Linked DNA regions of Mus musculus: region 1 is linked to region 2. Evidence: chromatin contacts called from public promoter capture Hi-C data. All regions are on one chromosome and are shown on one strand. Each heading gives the region's core, a stretch centred on a gene start, on an enhancer-like site or on the middle of the called end of the contact. The rest is flanking DNA. Distances are from core to core; before and after follow the strand shown. Region 1 overlaps Slc44a5 (solute carrier family 44, member 5). Region 2 holds the start of Slc44a5 (solute carrier family 44, member 5).

Evidence for each region. Promoter capture Hi-C pulls out the DNA fragments that hold promoters and counts their contacts.
Region 1: a promoter capture Hi-C map of trophoblast stem cells shows a contact between it and region 2, with 3 times the contacts expected there. The contact joins the enhancer-like site here to the promoter of Slc44a5 in region 2. A contact is called at or near these places in 6 of 39 promoter capture datasets (embryonic stem cells, hematopoietic stem and progenitor cells, hippocampal neurons and 3 more), 9 of 484 Hi-C or Micro-C datasets (the G1E-ER4 cell line, embryonic stem cells, extraembryonic ectoderm and 3 more) and 2 of 115 datasets of contacts at active chromatin or transcription factors (both in embryonic stem cells).

Annotation. Positions count from the first base shown.
Region 1 is chr3:154,069,986-154,074,862 of GRCm38.p6, forward strand. All of the region lies in intron 1 of Slc44a5 (solute carrier family 44, member 5), which reads left to right. Among named protein-coding and RNA genes, the nearest start is that of Gm40185, 27 kb to the right of the region's middle. Within about 2 kb of position 2,821, at least 6 of the 459 cell types and tissues checked have an H3K27ac peak or open chromatin away from gene starts, as enhancers often do. A contact at or near this core is called in trophoblast stem cells, where this site is marked.
Region 2 is chr3:153,970,903-153,975,617 of GRCm38.p6, forward strand. Slc44a5 (solute carrier family 44, member 5) reads left to right here and starts at 2,534. Exons shown (of 22, transcript NM_001081263.1): 1 at 2,534-2,896. The coding sequence starts at 2,863.

The DNA.
Region 1 (4,877 bases), core at 1,571-4,070, 99 kb after region 2:
GGCATTAGTGCTCTTGAAATTCGTCCACATTTTGTACCAGAGAGTGACAACTGGTGTCTTAGTCAGGGTTTGTATTCCTGCACAAAACATCATGACCAAGAAGCAAGTTGGTGAGGAAAGGATTTATTCAGCTTACACTTCCACATTGCTGTTCATCACCAAAGGAAGTCAGGACTGGAACTCAAGCAGGTCAGGAAGCAGGAGCTGATGCAGAGGCCATGGAGGGATGTTACTTACTGGCTTGCTTCCCCTGGCTTGCTCAGCTTGCTTTCTTCTTGAACCCAGGGCCACCAGTCCAGGGATGGCACCACCCACAATGTGCCCTCCCACCCTTGATCACTATTGAGAAAATGCCTTACAGCTGGATCTTATGGAGGCATTTCCTCAAGGGAGGCTCCTTTCTCTGTGATAACTCTAGTTTGTGTCAAGTTGGCACACAAAACCAAGCCAGTACAGCTGGCTAGAGAGAATTAACTTTTAGAAATCCAAACTGATGCTTCGTTCTCTAAGTGACAAGTCTCTGCATCCATTCCTATCTCACAAAAGCTACCAAGGGGCTGGAAACTTCTCACTGAAAGATAAGGATATATTAGGAGAACAGTTACTTGTCTTGTTGCTCTGACAAGCTACCCTGAGCCAAGCAGTGTAAGGAAGAGAGAGGCTTGTTCTGACCCACAGCTGCAGAGTGCAAGCCATCCTGGGGTGGGGTTGGGTAACTTGTTGGCAGGAGGGGGAGGCAGCTGAGGACACTGCCTTCACGGTAGGGAAACAGAGGCAAATGGGAGTGGGGGGGTGGTGGAGGGGGAGGGTGGTGGAGGTGGGAGGGTGGGGGTGGGGACTAGCGCTCAGCTCACTCAGCTCACTTTCTCCTTTCTGTTTTGTTGGGCAGTGAGGTTGGGTCTTCCTACATCAATTAACTTGATTCAGAAAATAGGTCAGGATATGTGCAGAGATTTGTCTCCAAGGTGGCTGTGCACTCAGAAGCTGACAATCAATACTGGCCATGCTAGAGACGGTAATGCACACCATAGGGAGGAGATAAATAACGGCCTCAGCCACTATGAGCTTATTGTATAGAACCTTCCATGTTTTCAGATGTGTCAATAGGTGTTCCTAAAGTGAAATGCGTGTGTGTGTGTGTGTGTGTGTGTGTGTGTGTGTGAGAGAGAGAGAGAGAGAGAGAAAGAGAGAGAGAGAGAGAGAGAGAGAATAATAAAACAAAAGAGATTCTACTCCAGGTTATCTAGTTTATAAGCTAACAAATAACCAGATGTGGAAGGCCACACTTGAAATCACAGCGCTTAGGAGGTGGGGCTGCAGGGCCAGGAGGGTTAGGAATTCCAGGCTACATTCAGCTATGTAGAGTTTGAGGCCAGTCTAGGCGACTATGTTTCAAAACCTGACAAAACAGCAGACTATTTCTAGGTCTGGAGAGAGGGCTTGGTGGTTGAGTGCAAACTGTTCCTATGGAGGACTTGAGTTCAGCGTCCATGGTTCACATTGGGAAGGTCACAGATGCTAAAACTCCAGATTCACACGGATCCGATGCCTCTGGCGTCTAAGGATACTGAATAATGTGCACGCACTCCTGTGAAGACCCACATACACAGACTTAAAAACATATCTGTTCTTTAAAAGACCAATTTGTCTTACCTCTGAAAAAGAAAAACCTAAGGAATGTATCATGTGCTAGCTGGGGAGAGGAGAGCCAGCAGTGTGAGAGGAACAAGAAAAGGAGGTGGAGGTGGGATGTAAAATAGATGAACATCCTGTGAAGGTCTTACAGCTTCTCCTAGCCTTGTCTCTATTGTGTGCAGCTGAGATCTTGTGAAGATCTCACAGCTCCTCCTAGCCCTGTCTCCATTGTGTGCAGCTGAGATCCTGTGAAGGTCTCACAGCTCCTCCTAGCCCTGTCTCCATTGTGTGCAGCTGAGATCCTGTGAAGGTCTCACAGCTCCTCCTAGCCCTGTCTCCATTGTGTGCAGCTGAGATCCTGTGAAGGTCTCACAGCTCCTCCTAGCCCTGTCTCTATTGTGTGCAGCTGAGATCCTGTGAAGGTCTCACAGCTCCTCCTAGCCCTGTCTCCATTGTGTGCAGCTGAGATCCTGTGAAGGTCTCACAGCTCCTCCTAGCCCTGTCTCTATTGTGTGCAGCTGAGATCTTGTGAAGGTCTCACAGCTCCTCCTAGGCCTGTCTCCATTGTGTGCAGCTGAGATCATGTGAAGGTCTTACAGTCCTCCTAGCCCTGTCTCCATTGTGTGCAGCTGAGATCCTGTGAAGGTCTCACAGCTCCTCCTAGCCCTGTCTCTATTGTGTGCAGCTGAGATCCTGTGAAGGTCTCACAGCTCCTCCTAGCCCTGTCTCCATTGTGTGCAGCTGAGATCCTGTGAATGTCTCACAGCTCCTCCTAGCCCTGTCTCCATTGTGTGCAGCTGAGATCCTGTGAAGGTCTCACAGCTCCTCCTAGCCCTGTCTCCATTGTGTGCAGCTGAGATCGTGTGAAGGTCTTACAGTCCTCCTAGCCTTGTCTTCATTGTGTGCAGCTGAGATGTTATGAGAAAAAAAAATAAATTAGTTTTCAGAGAGCTATCCTGAGCCACAGTCTGACATTTTGTTTATGGATTCGGATGAAACCGGAAAGAGCTTGTAACAAAATACTGTTTACAGATAACATGAACAATATTTTGAACCACTTTATTGAGATGTAATTTATGTTTCATAAAATTCCCCCATTTAAACTACACAGCTCAGTGCTTTGCACTATGCCTGCACAGTTGGGAAGCCATCACCATAATCTAATTTTAGAACATTTTCATCACCCCAGCAATAAAACTCACTCGTAATCAATTGCTGTCCCCGTGACCCAACCCTCCATGAATGCTGGTATCTGTCTACAGATTTGCCTCTTCTGGGCAGCCATACAATATAATCCTTACAACATATTCTCTGTAGGAATGCATCCCTTGGTGATAACTTTCTGTCATTATACAAGTTACGGTTTTAGAATTTTTAACATGCATTTCTTTTTCTTTTTTTCTTTTTTTTTTTTTTGTTTTTCGAGACAGGGTTTCTCTGTGTAGCCCTGGCTGTCCTGGCACTCACTTTGTAGACCAGGCTGGCCTCGAACTCAGAAATCTGCCTGCCTCTGCCTCCCGAGTGCTGGGATTAAAGGTGTGCACCACCACGCCCGGCTTATGCATTTCATTTTTAAGGAAGAAAAAAATGATGGTTACTTCCATTTACTCCAAAGGAAACAGCCATGTGCTTGTGTGTGTGTCCATTACACTATTTACTAACCGGTTTTGCTACATTTATTGAGTACTTAGGATGCCGGGCACTAAGCACTGAAATTCAGACGGCATCAGCTTAAAGGGCAGTGTAGACAAAAGTAAGGACCACTAACATGAGCATCACACAAGTCCTGCATGCGCTGCTTGTAGCAGGCAGTGGGAAAAAAATGCATCTCTAAAGCTTTCTTTAATATTTGCCAAAGTGGTTTCTTTGAAATATTTAGGGGAATATGACATGAAGTTGAGTATGTTTTCTTTGTCTTAAAACTACCATGTCTAGTTTCCCATTTCTTTGTTCTTTGAGAAAGCTATTTTTCATGGCCCCAAAGCTTTCCAGTAGATAAATATAATAAACTTATCAGAAATTTGAACATTTCCTTAGAGTTTAAATTGGTCACAAATAACACTGCTCCTAGAGTTTAAAATGGCAAGAAAAAAAAACTTACTTGTGAAAGTATATGAATTTTGTGACCAAGACCTGTGAATAAACTTTTAAGGCATACATAGCTTCAAGATGGATGTGGCATTTGCACCATTTGATGGTAAAGGCAGTCTCACTCCTTCCATAGCATCTGTCCCAGTGCAGCTGTGTTCAGACACTTGGGAAATCCGTAGCAGGGATGCCCCATATGGCCCTGGTTTGCTCTTCTGGAATCCAACTAACAACCTTGAGATAATTAGTTTCAAAAGATACTATTTATTTACTTATTTATGTGTATGTGTACATGTGAATATATGGTATGTGCACATTTGAGTGAAGGCACATGTGTCTATATGCATGTACAGGAGGCACATGTGTCTGCATGCATGTATGCATGTGCCGAAGAGCACATGTGTCTGTATGCATGAGCAGAAGGGCACATGTGTCTGCATGTATGTGCAGAAGGGCACATGTGTCTGCATGTATGTATGCATGTGCCGAAGAGCACATGTGTCTGTATGCATGAGCAGAAGGGCACATGTGTCTGCATGTATGTGCAGAAGGGCACATGTGTCTGCATGTATGTATGCATGTGCAGAAGAGCACATGTGTCTATATGCATGTACAGGAGGCACATGTGTCTGCATGCATGTATGCATGTGCCGAAGAGCACATGTGTCTGTATGCATGAGCAGAAGGGCACATGTGTCTGCATGTATGTGCAGAAGGGCACATGTGTCTGCATGTATGTATGCATGTGCAGAAGAGCACATGTGTCTGTATGTATGTGCAGAAGGGCACATGTGTCTGCATGTATGTGCAGAAGGGCACATGTGTCTGCATGTATGTGCAGAAGGGCACACATGTCTGCATGCATGTGCAGAAGGGCACATGTGTCTGCATGCATGTGCAGAAGGGCATTGTGTCTGCATGTATGCACAGAAGGGCACAAGTGTCTGTATGCATGTGCAGAATCCAGAAGGCATCCAGTATGCTCCATTGTCACTCTCCCCATACTTTGCGGGAAGGTCTTTGCCTGAGCCTGGGGTTCACAGTTTCTCCACTATAGTGGACACCTGCAAGTCCTTGTGGATCTCCTGTCTCCAACCCCTTGGAGCTAGGGTTGTGGGCAGGCACAGGATGCTTAGCTTGCCCTGTGGGTTCTG
Region 2 (4,715 bases), core at 1,284-3,783:
GCCAAAACAATAAAACAACAACACAAACCCAACTGACTAAGCAACACACATGAGTGAGACTGGGATGTATCCCAAAGAAAGGATGACACAGCACATGCCTGGGTTAGATGATAGTAGTCAAACAGGCATCATATCCATGGTCAACTATGTGTTTTTAAAATAATGCTTATTTTTGGGAATTTTATATATAAGTTAGGGTGTGGGTGTCTGAGTTTTCCCATTCCATTTTGCAGTGCCCACTGATGTCATTTCTAAGGGTGTGTCTCGGCAACAGGCTGAGTGGACTTGCTAGAGAGAGAGTGAGGCCAAATAGGCAGGACATCAAACTTCCTTTCTCCACCACCTAGGCTGCCATTAGCAAGTGCTGCTCAGATTTAGGGTGAGGCTACCGACTTCAAGTAACCCGAATAAAATCCCTCACAGGCCTGCCCAGCAGCCTGGGTTTCAGTTGATTCCAGGTGTAATCAAACTAACAACCAGGACTAATTGGCCATCACAGTCCAATATTTGTTTTGTAGACAAGGTCTACTATGTAGTCCTGGCTGGCCTGGAGCTCACTAGGTGGACGTCTCTGCCTCTGCCCCTCTGCCCCTCTGCCCCTCTGCCCCTCTGCCCCTCTGCCCCTCTGCCTCTCTCTCTGCCTCTCTCTCTCTGCCTCTCTCTCTGCCCCTCTCTCTCTGCCTCTCTCTCTGCCTCTCTCTCTCTGACTCTCTCTGACTCTCTCTGACTCTCTGCCTCTCTCTCTGCCTCTCTCTCTGCCCCTCTGCCCCTCTGCCCCCTCTGCCTCTGCCTCTGCCCCTCTGCCCCTGACTCTGCCTCTCTGCCTCCCTCTGCCTCCCTCTGCCTCCCTCTGCCTCCCTCTGCCTCCCTCTGCCTCTGTGCCTCTGCCTTTCCTGCCTTTCCTGCCTCTCTTGCTTCTTGCGTCTTCGTGCCTCTGCCTCTCTGCCTCTCTGCCTCTTTGCCTCTCTGCCTCTCTGCCTCTCTGCCTCTCTGCCTCTCTGCCTCTCTGCCTCTCTGCCTCTCTGCCTCTCTGCCTCTCTGCCTCTCTGCCTCTCTGCCTCTCTGCCTCTCTGCCTCTCTGCCTCTCTGCCTCTCAGGCACTAGATGACAGGTCTGAGTCACATTGCTTGCTTGAAATATCTCAGACTCTTTGACATGACGTTTGACAGGACCAGAAAACAGAAAACCACCAGAGGAATTAAGTGACTCACCCAATCTTACAGAGGTATAATGACCCAAGTCTAGAACTTATCAGTGGTTTTTGACTCTGGTGTTTTTTTTTTTTTTTTTTTTTTTTTTTTTCTATTAAACTATACTAGATCTGGGATAACCTTCTGTCAATGGGTATTGAGTTGTAATCACCGATGTCTTAGTTAGGGTTTTACTGCTGTGGACAGACACCATGACCAAGGCAACTCTTATAAGGACAACATTTAATTGGGCTGGCTTACAGGTTCAGAGTTTCAGTCCATTATCATCAAGGTGGGATCAGGGCAGCATCTAGGCAGGCATGATGCAGGCAGAGCTGAGAGTTCTACATCTTTATCTGAAGACCACTTCCACAGTAACACACCCACTCCAACAAAGCCACACCTTCAAATAGTGCCACTCCCTGAGTTGAGCATATACAAACCATCACAGCTGAATATTAGATAGATTGTATGGGAAGCTGTACTTAGGAACAAGAAAAGAAAAATGTGAATTGGAAGTGCTTTGGACTATTAAACCACCTCTACAGTGTAGATTTAAACTCATGGCCATCCTCGTGCCTCTGTCTCCCGAATGCTTGGATCCCAGACACTAGTCCCGCATCTGCCACTCTTTTAAAGCCCTGACTCCTTTATATTTTCAGATTAGCCCTAAACTTTAGCTTTTCCTGTTGCCTGGGGGCAGTAGCAGGATATACCAACCTGCCCCTCGTTAGCACCCAGGAGGGGACAGTTCCAGGGAACTTGAAACTTTGCCAGTAGGCCTCCTAACCAGAGCGAGAAAGAATGGGACCCCAGGGCCTAAGTTTCTGTAGGAGGTTAAGAAATCAGGGCACCAACTCTAACCCAGATAGGCAAACTTTATTTGCCTTTTCCTGGCAGCTCAAGAAGCGATGCTGAACTCTCAAAATGAAGAGCCTTGGGACCCGAGCAAGGTCACCTGCCAGGGTCTGGTGACAGGCCATTTGTGGGAATTCACTTCTCTTTCCCTGCAGGTCCTCCAGCTTAACATCTTCCCTCAGGAGGACCAGAAGTAGCTGACACTCCAGCGCATCGCCCAGGTGTGATTCAGGGTCTGCGGAGGAGGACTGCTCTTTTAGGTGATGGACAGATCCTGTCTCAGTCAGCTGGGGACCCCGGTGCCCTTGAGAAACAGGAATGCCAGACTGGGGTTCAGTCCAACAGCCCCCTTGAATCCTGCTGACTGGAATGTCCCTGCCGTCCTCAGCCGCTACCAACTGTCGCTGGACGAGGGTGCCGTGCCAGGGCTGGCGGCGCCCGTGGGACGGAGGGCTCGGCGAGTGGGGAGGGGGACGCGTGGGGAGGGCGGGCGCGCGATCGAGGGAGGTGGGCGCTGGGTTGGCGCTCCGGGGACCCGGCGCTGCGCCTCCAGTAGAGGCGCCGCACAGCAGAGGGGGCCGCCGTGGCCGCCGCAGAGCGTGCGGGGGCTCGGTCTGGCGGCGGGCAGCTGAGGGGCGACTGCGCCCGCGCAGCAGAGCCGAGTGGAGTGGAGCGCGCAACCTGACCGCCGCCGCCTGGCATATGCCATCACCGCCACAAAGAGCTCGCTGAGCTCAGGCGACGGAGCTCCCGGGGCTGCGCGGCACAGGAGGCTCTGCGCGGCGGACCCGGGGGGGAAGGGACCAGACTGAGGATGGCCCGGAAGAGAAAGCCCCCCAGCAGCCAGGGTGAGTCCTTCTCGTCTCCACCTCCATATCCACGTCTCCGCTGGCGGTATCGCAGCCTGGCTTGGCCAAGTGGCAGGTAGCAGCGGGCAAGAGTTTGCCTTCTGCAGGGGATGGGTTGGGGAGAGACTCTTCTGCACACGGTTGTCTCCCTCGGCCTCGGGGACTCTTGAGAAGGAGTTTGTCTCTGGTTTGGAACCTGGAGACTCTTGTCACCACACTCCCTTTCTACACTGCGGCTTGGGGATCGGGTATCTGTTGCATTTTGCCTGGCTCCTGAGGAGAAGTGACTTGGTTGCTAGAGTCAGTCTCTCTCCCTCTCCTGTTCCAACCTCTATCTCTCTATCTTCATCTCCTCTCATCTGTCTCTTTTCCTAAAGCCCTGATTCTTTCCCCTCCTTCATCTCCCGGGGCACGCGGGGAGGGGCGGCTGCGGGGGGGGGGGGGCAGGCAAGTTCTGCATCCATTTTCTTAATCTTCCCATCCCTGGTTGTCTGGCTGTCTCTCTCCCCACCCCAACCTATTGTCAAGGGCCTTGCTACTAGCCAGATCCTTGTGGGCTCTTGTCCAGACGGGCTTGGACTCCAACTGGGTCATCCCCCTGTTGCTTCTTTGGAAATACATTTGCCAAAAGTTGGAAAGTTGAGGGGTGGAAAGGATGCTGGAAGGTTGTGGGAAGAGCTTGTTGCTAGGGTAACTCGAGGCACCTCTGCTCACTTTGGGCGAAACCAGGGAAAACCTGCCTCCTGCTTGGCTCCCATCAGCCCTGGGGAACAGGTGCGCGGAGCGCAAACTCAGCGAGGTAGTGACTCGCTGCCAGATCCTTCCCTGGCTGCAGCACTGGGGACAGAGGGAAGGGGGTGACAAGGCACCAAGCAGCACGAGAAGGGCATGCATATACAGACAGGAACCCGAGGGTTGTTTCCAGGAAGAACGATCAATGTTTAAAGTTGGTTTGCAACGCAGTGGACCTCATAGCCTGTGGGACAGAGACTCCTTACACCCCTTGGGGTTATCCCTTGGGGTCATCCCGCGGTGAGAGCTAGGCCTAGGATGAAATGTGTTGCTTTGGACCACAGCAGTGCAAGGACCTTGGGTTTGCTTCTTGTTCTTTTCCCTAGTTTTTGCTGGGGATTCCAGTTTACTTAAGTGCTCTGCCTGGATGTCAGGATTTTGAATGGCTTACTGGAAAGGGTTAAAAATCATCATCCGACATTCTCCAGAGACGTTCCTACAAACACTGTGGGTATCTCATTGTTGAAACTGTCACCTGCTGACAGCAATTGTACTTAAATGACTTTCCTTAAAAGCACTGTGACTTCTGGTCAGCAGCGAGGCCTTAGACCTCATAACCCCGCCCCCATCCCCCACTGATGAGTCTTTCAAGGCCCTCTGTGAAGGCTGACAGAATTTATCCATGCAAGACACTTTTCTCTCCTTGCCACATAGCAAAGAATTCGTGTAACCTCCGATTGACAGGGTGCACACTCTACACTGTATGAAGCCATATGGCACCACCGAGCCAAACAGAAGGACTGTTTCAGCACTGCTGATGTTGCTCTCTGCTGGCAGGAAGGCAGTTCTTACCCACCCAGACCCTCGCAGACCTTAAATGGGCCATGAAAGTGCAGACTCTCATTCTACAGTACATGCTGGCTGGGAAAAATCTCACTCTAGGAATGAACCTGCTTGGCCAAGGCTCAGAAAGATGCAAGTGAGGCAGAAGGAATGACGGGGGAGTTAACAGAAGAGATGTGTGGAAAGACACAGCCCCTTTCTGCTCCCTCTTCTTCCTCACTCCCCTTCCTCCTCCCTCTTCTTC